2 separate regions of the Arabidopsis thaliana genome follow, and region 2 is linked to region 1. A link is a contact called in public ChIA-PET data. All regions are on one chromosome and are shown on one strand. The core of a region is the stretch at or near the end of the contact, and the rest is flanking DNA. Distances in the headings are between cores, read along the strand shown. Region 1 holds the start of RPT1A (regulatory particle triple-A 1A). Region 2 holds the start of PME1 (pectin methylesterase inhibitor 1).

Region 1 (4,908 bases), core at 2,071-4,570:
CCAGCTCTTAAAGGGCTTTATCCTGTCAAATCCCTTTCTCGATTTGCAGATGTTATCGCTCTCTGTGTCCAGGTAAACTAATGGTCACAAATCGAGTCTTGCAAATTCAAGAAAGTCTTTTACTGATTTTGGGTCTTGTTTCTTAACAGCCGGAGCCGGAGTTTAGACCACCAATGTCTGAAGTTGTGCAGGCTCTAGTTGTGTTAGTGCAGAGAGCTAACATGAGCAAGAGAACTGTCGGAGTTGATCCATCGCAACGTGCTGGTAGTGCCGACACGACCAGTGATTACATGTAAATGCCTCTACCAAGAGAAAAGACAAACACTTTGCTCCGTCGGATGTTAATCATAGACAATTGGAAGATAGAAAAAAGCAACCTCATACATTGTATAATCCCATTGTTTTATTGTAATTGTATGTTCCAAAGGTGTAGCTTCTAGATCCTTTACATGAACAAAATTCTTTCTTGTAATCTTCTACATTGGTTCTATTTGGGCTTGGTTCAATTCTTGATCATCAACTTGTTATCAATTTCAAAAGACGTGAATTCACAAAAAAAAAAAAACTTAACAAAGAATTTATGAATCCAAAAGTAGTAGACATTGAAGAAGATAAACCCGAGTTACTGGAATAAGTTGTGAAACAAGTACTACAAAAGAGCTTGAAGGGAAGAGACACAAACAAAGAACAAAGAGTGTTTCGGAGTTTTATTTCGGAGTTCTTCTATCTGTCTCAATCTCTCTAATTGTAGACCATATACTTGGGAGTGGCACTGAACTTTTGGTAACCTTTAATGACTTTGTTCACTGCGTCTAGAAAGTCTTTCTCAGTCACAGTCTTTCTCCTAGCTCTGATTGCGTACATTCCTGCTTCAGTGCATACACTTCGAATATCAGCTCCTGCAAAAAGACAAGATTTACAAAACCCAAAGTCAGAACAAATTCCAAAAGACAGAAAAGCTGTTTCATGGTCAAGGGATCATCAATACCCGTTGAGTTTGGGCAGAGGCGAGCAAGGAGTTCGAAACGGATGTCTCTTTCGCAGTTCATGGTTCTTGTGTGAATCTTGAAGATCTGTGTTCTGCTCTCCAGGTCAGGTAGACCAAACTCAACCTTACGGTCAAGACGTCCAGGACGTAAAAGAGCTGGGTCTAGTGTGTCAGGCCTGGATTGAAGAGTTAATACAGAAACACCAATGAGTCAAGCAGTATTATTGGGTTTTGTAGTTTACTTGAAGATGGTAAGAGGGAATCGTAACTGACCTGTTTGTTGCCATAAGAACCTTGATGTTACCACGTGCGTCAAACCCATCAAGCTGATTCACAATCTCAAGCATAGTACGTTGGACTTCGTTATCACCACCAACACCATCATCAAATCTTGCACCACCAATGGCATCAACTTCGTCAAAGAACACAATGCAGGCTTTCTTGGACCGTGCCATCTGAAAAGAGAGTATTATTATACAATTCAGAACAAAATATAGCAGCATTGGCTTGACAAACTCAAGTAGCAAAAAGGAGTGTTCACAATCAATTACCTGAAACAGTTCACGAACCATCCTAGCTCCTTCACCAACATACTTCTGAACAAGCTCACTTCCAATAACCCTGATAAAGCAAGCATCGGTTCTGTTGGCCACAGCTCTAGCCAGAAGAGTTTTACCAGTACCAGGAGGTCCGTAGCAGAGAACACCCTTGGGAGGATCTATTCCAAGCTTCACAAATTTCTCTGGATGAAGCATTGGCAGTTCAACAACCTGCATCAGCAAAGACAACAAAACATCTTACATCACACTAACTTAAGTAAGACATTGTAAGATAAGGAGAGGGGATATCAACAAAATTTCAACATACCTCTCGCATCTTCTCAATCTGCTCCTTGCATCCACCAACATCATTGTAAGTTACATCAGGTTTCTCTTCGACAGTCATCATGGTCACGCTAGGATCGATTTTGGGAGGTAGAGGAATCTGAATCTGATATTTATTCCGATCAACTCTGCAAGTATAAATCAGAGACAGAAAGTTCTCATAAATTTGTATCCATATGAAAAATTTACAACGACAAAAGGAATTGAACTGAAGCAAACAAAACATAGAAAGATACAGTGAGGAACAGGACATACCCAACACGCATGCCTTCCTCAATATCAGTGGGAGAAACTTTATCGCCAAGTCCAACAACAAACTGGAATTAAGAACCACAACTAATCAGTATAACCAAACATCAAATGGTTCGAAAACACATAATTGGTTATGCAGCTAAGGGATTTAATGTACCTTAGCAATTTGTTTGACATTTATGACGTATTTGGCGTCTTCAGTGTTTGGACTTATAATCTTTGTGCATCTCGCAACCTGGATAGAGAAAACGTCAACCCTTTAATCTCTTATAGTTACCATGAAATAAAAGACGATTCAGAGAATTATCAAAGAAAGAATATGCTTACCTGCAGAGGTTGCTCTTCTTGCATCATTTGCTTATCAGATACAAGATCCCATTGACTGGGAGGAGCTAAACCAGTATCAGACTCCTTGATACCTGAACCATAAAAGCAACCAATAACCCTTTTAGTCACTAGCTAATCGAAGTAAACCCAAACAATTGAGCAACAAAGAGTGTGCACATACCACATAGATCGTTGATCTTCTTGGCGAGATCCTTAATTTCTTTCTCCACTTTCTTGATAGGTGCAGAGTAAGGCCCTAACCCCTGCAGAGAATGAGATTTAACAAGGTCAGCAACACAACATATGGAGAGATAACAGATACAACAAAGCATGACTATGAATATTTCCACTTGGAATAAATTCAAACAGTGAGGCAGATTCACTCATATAAGTAGTAATTAGCAAAAAAAACTGAACCAAGTAGAAAAATCAAGCTCATCAAGAACATATCTAGCTCAGGAGGAAACATCAAATTGGTTTGCAAAGAGACGAAACCCTCACATTCGAGTAACTAAAATCTAGTGTAGATCCGAATTCTCCGATGAATCAGAAGAGTAAAAATCGAAAACCCCAATAAAACTTAGGGTTCTAAAAGGGGAAGGCTTACATAAGTCTTGAGGAGAGCGATATCATCTTCATCAAGAGGACGAGGATTCTTCTCGTCTCTAATCTCATCTTCAATATCTCTCACCATTGTCGCCGGATTTCCAAATCGGAGATTTGAGATTCCTAAAGTTGAGAGAAAATGGATTACGATTTATGTGTCTTGCTGAAGAGGAAAACAAGTTCTTTTTTCTTTTCTTTTTTCTCGAAAGGGTAAAGAAGTTCTAATTTGCGTTTAGTCTCGTGGTGACGTGATATAAGCTAAGAACCACACGTGCCGCTCCCACGTGTAAAATGGGCTTTTTAAGCGAGGCCCATATTTTCTGTCTTGTTGGAGAGGTCAGATCAAAATAATCCCACGTGCCAGTCAAACTAGGTTGAGCGAAAAAAACCGCAACCAAATCAACCAAAACTGAACCGAATTTGTTTGTTAACCATTTTTTTTCTTTCTTCTTCTTCTTCTAAATTCGGATAACTAAAACGAAATTGAAACATATACCCCTACCAAAACGGAATTTGCATCAAACTTAACTGAATTACAAATGGTTTTATATAGTTTCAATTATTAGATAAAAAAATTTAACTAAACCGAAACTAATCCATAAACCGGATTGCCTACAACCCTCACACGTGTAAATTGAGCTGTTAATTTCGGCCCATATTCGAGTTTTTTTTTGTTTTTGTATCATTTCTTTTTTTCCTTTTTCTGTGACTCTTGTTTTTTCCAATAGTTCTGAGAAAACTTATTTTTATGTTTAGAGTAACCTTGTACTCGTTCAAAATTCTCAACTGTTTCCAAGTAACAAAGAAGTTTTTAAAGCAACAAGGAATCAAAAGACAAAAAAAAAAAAGAATTGGAGCGTAAGTTATAGCTTCAAACAGCTAAAATTATGTTCTAAAAAAGAAGCCTAAAATGCCAAAAGAGTTAGACTAGATTGCGATATTTAAGAACATCGTTCTTATTGAGATCAAAGGATTTGCAAATCTCTATTATGGTCGCCTCGTCGAGTCCTTCCTCGCTAGCTTCACGAATTAGCTGATATAACTCTTCCGATGGAAGCAAAATCTGTTTATGAGTAAACAAAGACAATTAAGAACCAAAAAAAAAAACTTTTGATTTGAGTATCTTTGATGACAAATAGATCAGCTTACACAAGTGGGAGATTGAGATTTTTGTTCCGGCTTGGTGTTGCTGTTCTTGCTTTCATCTGCATCATCAGTTGAGTCTGGTTTATCAGGATTTGCCTCGTTTGAGATGAGCTTAAGCAGCTTCTCACTTCCCTGAAGTGTCAATAAAGATGATTTCGGGTTTATATAAACCTCTAGATAATGGAAGTATGTATCGAGAAGTTATGACAGACCTGAAGAGCCCGCCAGTGAGAATATGTGCGGAATAAGACCCAGAAGAATGGTATGTTTGGTAATGGCAATACCTAATTGGAAAGAACAAAAGGGTTTGGTGGTTATGAGATTCGATGAAAATAAACGAGTTAGTTGCTAAGGTTCTTGAGGGCTAGCTTCATACTATACATACCATAAATGCACTGGTCAATGGAAGCAAAGTAACTGAACCAACTAGGTACTTCTTGTGCAGGATTGTTCCACTGCAAATCCAATTAGAAAACATAAGTGTTAGAAGGAACAGGGATTCTGAATCTATTACACGTGAAATCGGATATAAAGTTTCATCATTTGAGACAACGGGTAGCAAAGTGATTTACCTCATGGCAATGTGCCGTAGTCTCCTGCGTACGAGTCTAGGATCTAAACTGAAAACATTTGACATGGATTAGCTAAAACGATAACCAATCCAAATTCACCAGAATATATACTCATGAAGACATTCATAAGAGA
Region 2 (5,171 bases), core at 2,552-5,051, 33 kb after region 1:
TTTTTTCTATGTATATTTTGTAACGATTTTTTTAAAAAAATATTTGTAATAGTTATTAGTATATGCTAAATATTGAATACAATTAATTTGCTAATTTCCTTTGTAGTTGGTCATGACATGATATCTATTGGTTTATGCTAGTTTTATTGTTATTCAATTTTAAACTCAAATAATGCATATTATTGATGAAAAGATATACTACAATATTAAACAAAAGTTAACATAGTTACTGAGGAAAATGGAATACGGAGAAATTAAGAAATGATATATTATGTGCTATATTATTATTAGTCGCAATGATATCTTTATAATAAAACACCTATTAAAGAATATTTGTCGTTTCCAGTTACATCTAAGATATATAATATATATTTTTTTCCTAGCATAAATTCCCGGAAACAGCATGTGATGAAGGAATATATCTTGAAGTTTATAGTTGTTGACCAAAAAAAACATTAATTCTATTATTTCTATAGTTATAAATTTAGTTAGAGTATGAAAAACAACACCATCTTATTCATGATAAACACAAGACGTATAAACACGACAAAAATTCTTTAAGAAGAGTTTTATTTCGATATGATTCAAAAAGTTTCAAAAGCTGTTATAGTTCGATTTCGGTGTGTTATCCATATAACTAAAAAGTTGGACAGCTTTCATTGAAATATACTACTCAAAGAATAAGAAATTACTAGATTTATTATGTTGTCTCATCATGTTTATGACTTATATGAGTATCAACGTGGATGAAAGTGGTCGCTTCTTCCTCATCGGAAATCAAAATACCGCATGTTCATACAAATCAAGAAAATTATAATTTACAAATATTGTAAAGAGCTAATTATTTTATAAACATAGGATATCAAATGTGGACCTAAAAAAGTTTGAAAATGCACCACTCAAATAATTAATGCATACAGCCAAGCAAGTAAAACATTAGAAAGACAAAAAATAAATACTTTTAAACAATTTATATTATATAGTTTTTCATCTCAAAACTCAACAATATAAACCCTATTCCACCATCTTCTATTCCCTCACAAACAACAACATTGTTAAGAATAATGGCACCAATCAAAGAATTCATATCCAAATTCTCAGATTTCAAAAACAACAAGAAACTCATTCTCTCCTCCGCCGCAATAGCCTTGCTATTATTGGCCTCCATAGTCGGAATCGCCGCCACAACAACAAACCAAAACAAAAACCAAAAAATCACAACTCTATCTTCGACATCACACGCCATTCTAAAATCTGTTTGCAGCTCAACACTATACCCGGAGCTCTGTTTTTCCGCCGTGGCAGCCACCGGAGGAAAAGAGCTGACGTCACAGAAAGAAGTCATCGAAGCGTCACTTAACCTAACTACCAAAGCCGTGAAACACAACTACTTCGCTGTCAAGAAGCTGATCGCGAAGAGAAAAGGTTTGACACCGCGTGAGGTCACGGCGCTTCACGACTGTTTGGAGACAATCGACGAGACGTTAGATGAGCTCCACGTGGCGGTGGAGGATCTTCATCAGTATCCTAAGCAAAAATCTCTGAGGAAACATGCCGATGATCTCAAAACACTAATCAGCTCAGCCATTACTAATCAAGGGACTTGCCTTGACGGTTTCTCTTACGACGACGCCGATAGGAAAGTTCGTAAGGCGTTATTGAAGGGTCAGGTACGTAAATAGTTTTACTCTTTTAAAAGTTTAGATTATAGTATTATCTTCGACATACGACTTACTCGGTAAAATAATGTAGTGATTATAGTTGGTCCATAATTAGAGCACTTAACTCTTCAAATACGTACCCAAAACATTTGTTTTACTAGGAAATCTTTTAATATGTAACAGCTTTATAATATTGAACGGTATCAAAACAGGTACACGTGGAGCACATGTGTAGCAACGCATTAGCAATGATCAAGAACATGACAGAAACCGACATAGCCAACTTTGAGCTAAGAGATAAGTCTTCAACCTTCACCAACAACAACAACCGCAAGCTCAAGGAGGTTACCGGCGACTTAGACAGTGATGGATGGCCAAAGTGGTTATCCGTTGGAGACAGAAGGCTTCTTCAAGGGTCAACAATTAAAGCAGACGCTACGGTGGCGGATGACGGAAGCGGTGACTTTACAACGGTAGCCGCGGCTGTGGCTGCGGCGCCAGAGAAGAGTAACAAGAGGTTTGTGATACATATAAAGGCAGGAGTTTATAGAGAGAATGTGGAAGTGACGAAGAAGAAGACGAATATAATGTTCTTGGGAGATGGCCGTGGCAAAACTATTATCACTGGAAGTAGAAATGTCGTCGATGGAAGCACCACTTTCCACTCCGCTACTGTTGGTAAATACTGTTCTTCTTTGATTTTATTTTTAAGGAATTAAGTAAACAGTAGTATCACGTAATAGCTAACAACACATACTGACATACACATTTGTTTGTATGTAAAAAGAATGTAATAATGACGCATGTGTAACGTTTTGTTGGTAGATGATAACGTAGACACGATCGTAACTCATTTCCACGGTTAAATGATAGTACTGTTTTCTATTGACTGTAGCTGCCGTCGGCGAGAGGTTTCTAGCGCGTGACATCACATTCCAAAACACCGCCGGTCCGTCGAAGCATCAAGCGGTGGCTCTCCGAGTCGGATCAGATTTTTCCGCTTTTTACCAATGCGACATGTTTGCTTATCAAGACACACTTTATGTCCACTCAAATCGTCAATTCTTTGTGAAATGTCACATAACCGGAACCGTCGATTTCATCTTCGGAAACGCAGCCGCGGTTTTACAAGACTGCGATATAAATGCACGCAGACCAAATTCCGGTCAGAAAAACATGGTTACCGCCCAAGGACGGTCTGATCCGAATCAAAACACGGGGATTGTGATCCAGAATTGTCGTATTGGTGGCACGTCGGATCTTTTGGCCGTGAAAGGAACGTTCCCGACGTATCTTGGTCGTCCTTGGAAGGAATATTCACGGACGGTGATAATGCAATCGGATATATCCGACGTGATCCGACCCGAAGGATGGCATGAGTGGAGCGGGAGTTTTGCGTTGGACACTCTAACTTATAGAGAGTATTTGAATAGAGGAGGAGGGGCAGGAACTGCAAATAGAGTGAAGTGGAAGGGCTATAAGGTAATTACAAGTGATACAGAAGCTCAGCCATTTACGGCTGGTCAGTTTATTGGTGGTGGAGGCTGGTTAGCGTCGACCGGTTTTCCTTTCTCGTTAAGTCTTTGAAATTAAAAGATTGACTTATTATTTTAATAAACATTGTATTTCTCTATCTACATGTATCATTAAATCGATGTTCATATATGATTCTCAAGTTGAACCAAGTCAATGCATAACTCGGGCTGGTATAGTTTTAAGGCCTAAATAACCGGACTTTACGGGGTTTATTGGGTTGATTACTTGATTCTAATTCATAAATTAAGATAAACCGGGAATCAAACACAATGTTGGTGTTGTGTCACTTGTCGGCATTAAAGCCCTAAAGAGATAGAGATAGGGACGCCACATGTTAGAGACGCACATGGCCATTTTAATATTTGCTAAGATAATGTTCTTTGTTTTCTTTTAATTTGTAGACATTTTCATGTGTTTTTTTTTGGTTCTCTCCAATGTGTATGCTTGAAAAATATACCGAGGAACCCATAGAATTGTAAAGAATGTTCGCTTTCTATGGACCTACTACGGATGTAGACGACTTTGACATATACATAATACATAAAACCATTTTTTGTCTTTAAACCAAATTACAATATAATCAAGTTGATTAATCAAAATAATTACAACGTTATCATGAATCTTCACATGCAAGATCCTACACACACACTTAGACGACAAGAAGTCACCGTGGAACAAGCGCGTCACGTTCATCATTCACATTTACTTAATCCCACTTAAAAAGGCAAACAACAACATGTCTTCTCTAACATAAACAACAGAACATAACAAAGCCCAAACAATCTTAGTAATAATCCCAAAAACCAGAAAAAAAGGAGCTTTGCTTTTGTAGGAATTAATGGATTCAGTGAACTCCTTCAAAGGATATGGAAAAGTAGACGAAGCTCAAGATTTAGCATTGAAGAAAAAGACAAGAAAACGTCTACTTCTACTATCCATCTCCGTCGTAGTTCTCATCGCCGTAATAATCGCCGCCGTAGTCGCCACCGTCGTTCACAAGAACAAAAACGAGTCAACACCGAGTCCACCTCCCGAGTTAACACCATCCACTTCACTCAAAGCCATTTGCAGTGTAACTCGTTTCCCTGAATCTTGCATTTCAAGTATCTCAAAGCTTCCATCTTCCAACACAACAGATCCAGAGACTCTATTCAAGCTCTCATTGAAAGTAATCATCGATGAGCTTGATTCGATTTCCGATTTACCGGAGAAGCTATCGAAAGAGACTGAAGACGAAAGAATCAAATCTGCGTTAAGGGTTTGTGGAGATCTGATCGAAGATGCTTTAGATCGACTCAACGACACTGTTTCCGCCATTGATGACGAAGAAAAGAAGAAAACTTTGTCATCTTCCAAAATCGAAGATCTCAAAACTTGGCTAAGCGCAACGGTAACAGATCACGAGACGTGTTTCGATTCGTTAGATGAGTTGAAACAGAACAAAACAGAGTATGCGAACTCGACGATTACTCAGAATCTGAAATCGGCAATGAGTAGATCAACGGAGTTCACAAGTAACAGTCTTGCAATAGTATCGAAGATTCTTTCTGCGTTAAGCGATTTGGGGATTCCGATACACAGGAGAAGAAGACTGATGAGTCATCATCATCAGCAAAGTGTGGATTTTGAGAAATGGGCACGACGGAGGTTGTTGCAAACGGCAGGTTTAAAGCCTGATGTGACGGTGGCGGGTGATGGAACCGGTGATGTGTTGACTGTGAATGAAGCGGTGGCTAAGGTGCCGAAGAAGAGTTTGAAGATGTTTGTGATTTATGTGAAGAGTGGAACTTATGTTGAGAATGTTGTGATGGATAAGAGTAAATGGAACGTTATGATTTACGGTGACGGCAAAGGGAAGACCATTATTTCCGGCAGCAAGAACTTCGTCGACGGGACTCCTACTTACGAAACGGCGACGTTTGGTGAGTCCTCTTCTTCCCTTGTTCCTTATTATTATCTTTGATTAAGTTGTTA

Evidence for each region. ChIA-PET counts read pairs in DNA pulled down with a chosen protein or histone mark.
Region 2: a contact with region 1 is called in an H3K4me3 ChIA-PET map of shoot, with 10 read pairs. The contact joins the promoter of PME1 here to the promoter of RPT1A in region 1. A contact is called at or near these places in 1 of 26 Hi-C or Micro-C datasets (rosette leaf) and 1 of 2 datasets of contacts at active chromatin or transcription factors (shoot).

What each region holds. Positions count from the first base shown.
Region 1 is chr1:20,065,180-20,070,087 of TAIR10.1, forward strand. RPT1A (regulatory particle triple-A 1A) reads right to left here and starts at 3,321. Exons shown (of 10, transcript NM_104252.3): 1 at 3,059-3,321; 2 at 2,633-2,714; 3 at 2,452-2,543; 4 at 2,282-2,359; 5 at 2,128-2,189; 6 at 1,856-2,000; 7 at 1,540-1,758; 8 at 1,262-1,443; 9 at 989-1,164; 10 at 215-899. The coding sequence starts at 3,145. The coding sequence ends at 742. It overlaps AT1G53760 (K+-H+ exchange-like protein), which reads right to left. Exons shown (of 8, transcript NM_104253.3): 4 at 4,776-4,823; 5 at 4,589-4,658; 6 at 4,416-4,487; 7 at 4,207-4,335; 8 at 3,786-4,120. The coding sequence ends at 3,980. SRF6 (STRUBBELIG-receptor family 6) reads left to right here. Exons shown (of 16, transcript NM_001084247.2): 15 at 1-72; 16 at 150-534. The coding sequence ends at 296.
Region 2 is chr1:20,097,498-20,102,668 of TAIR10.1, forward strand. It overlaps PME1 (pectin methylesterase inhibitor 1), which reads left to right and starts at 3,802. Exons shown (of 2, transcript NM_104261.3): 1 at 3,802-5,119. The coding sequence starts at 4,036. PME2 (pectin methylesterase 2) reads left to right here and starts at 1,025. Exons shown (of 3, transcript NM_104260.5): 1 at 1,025-1,670; 2 at 1,874-2,339; 3 at 2,557-3,481. The coding sequence starts at 1,065. The coding sequence ends at 3,248.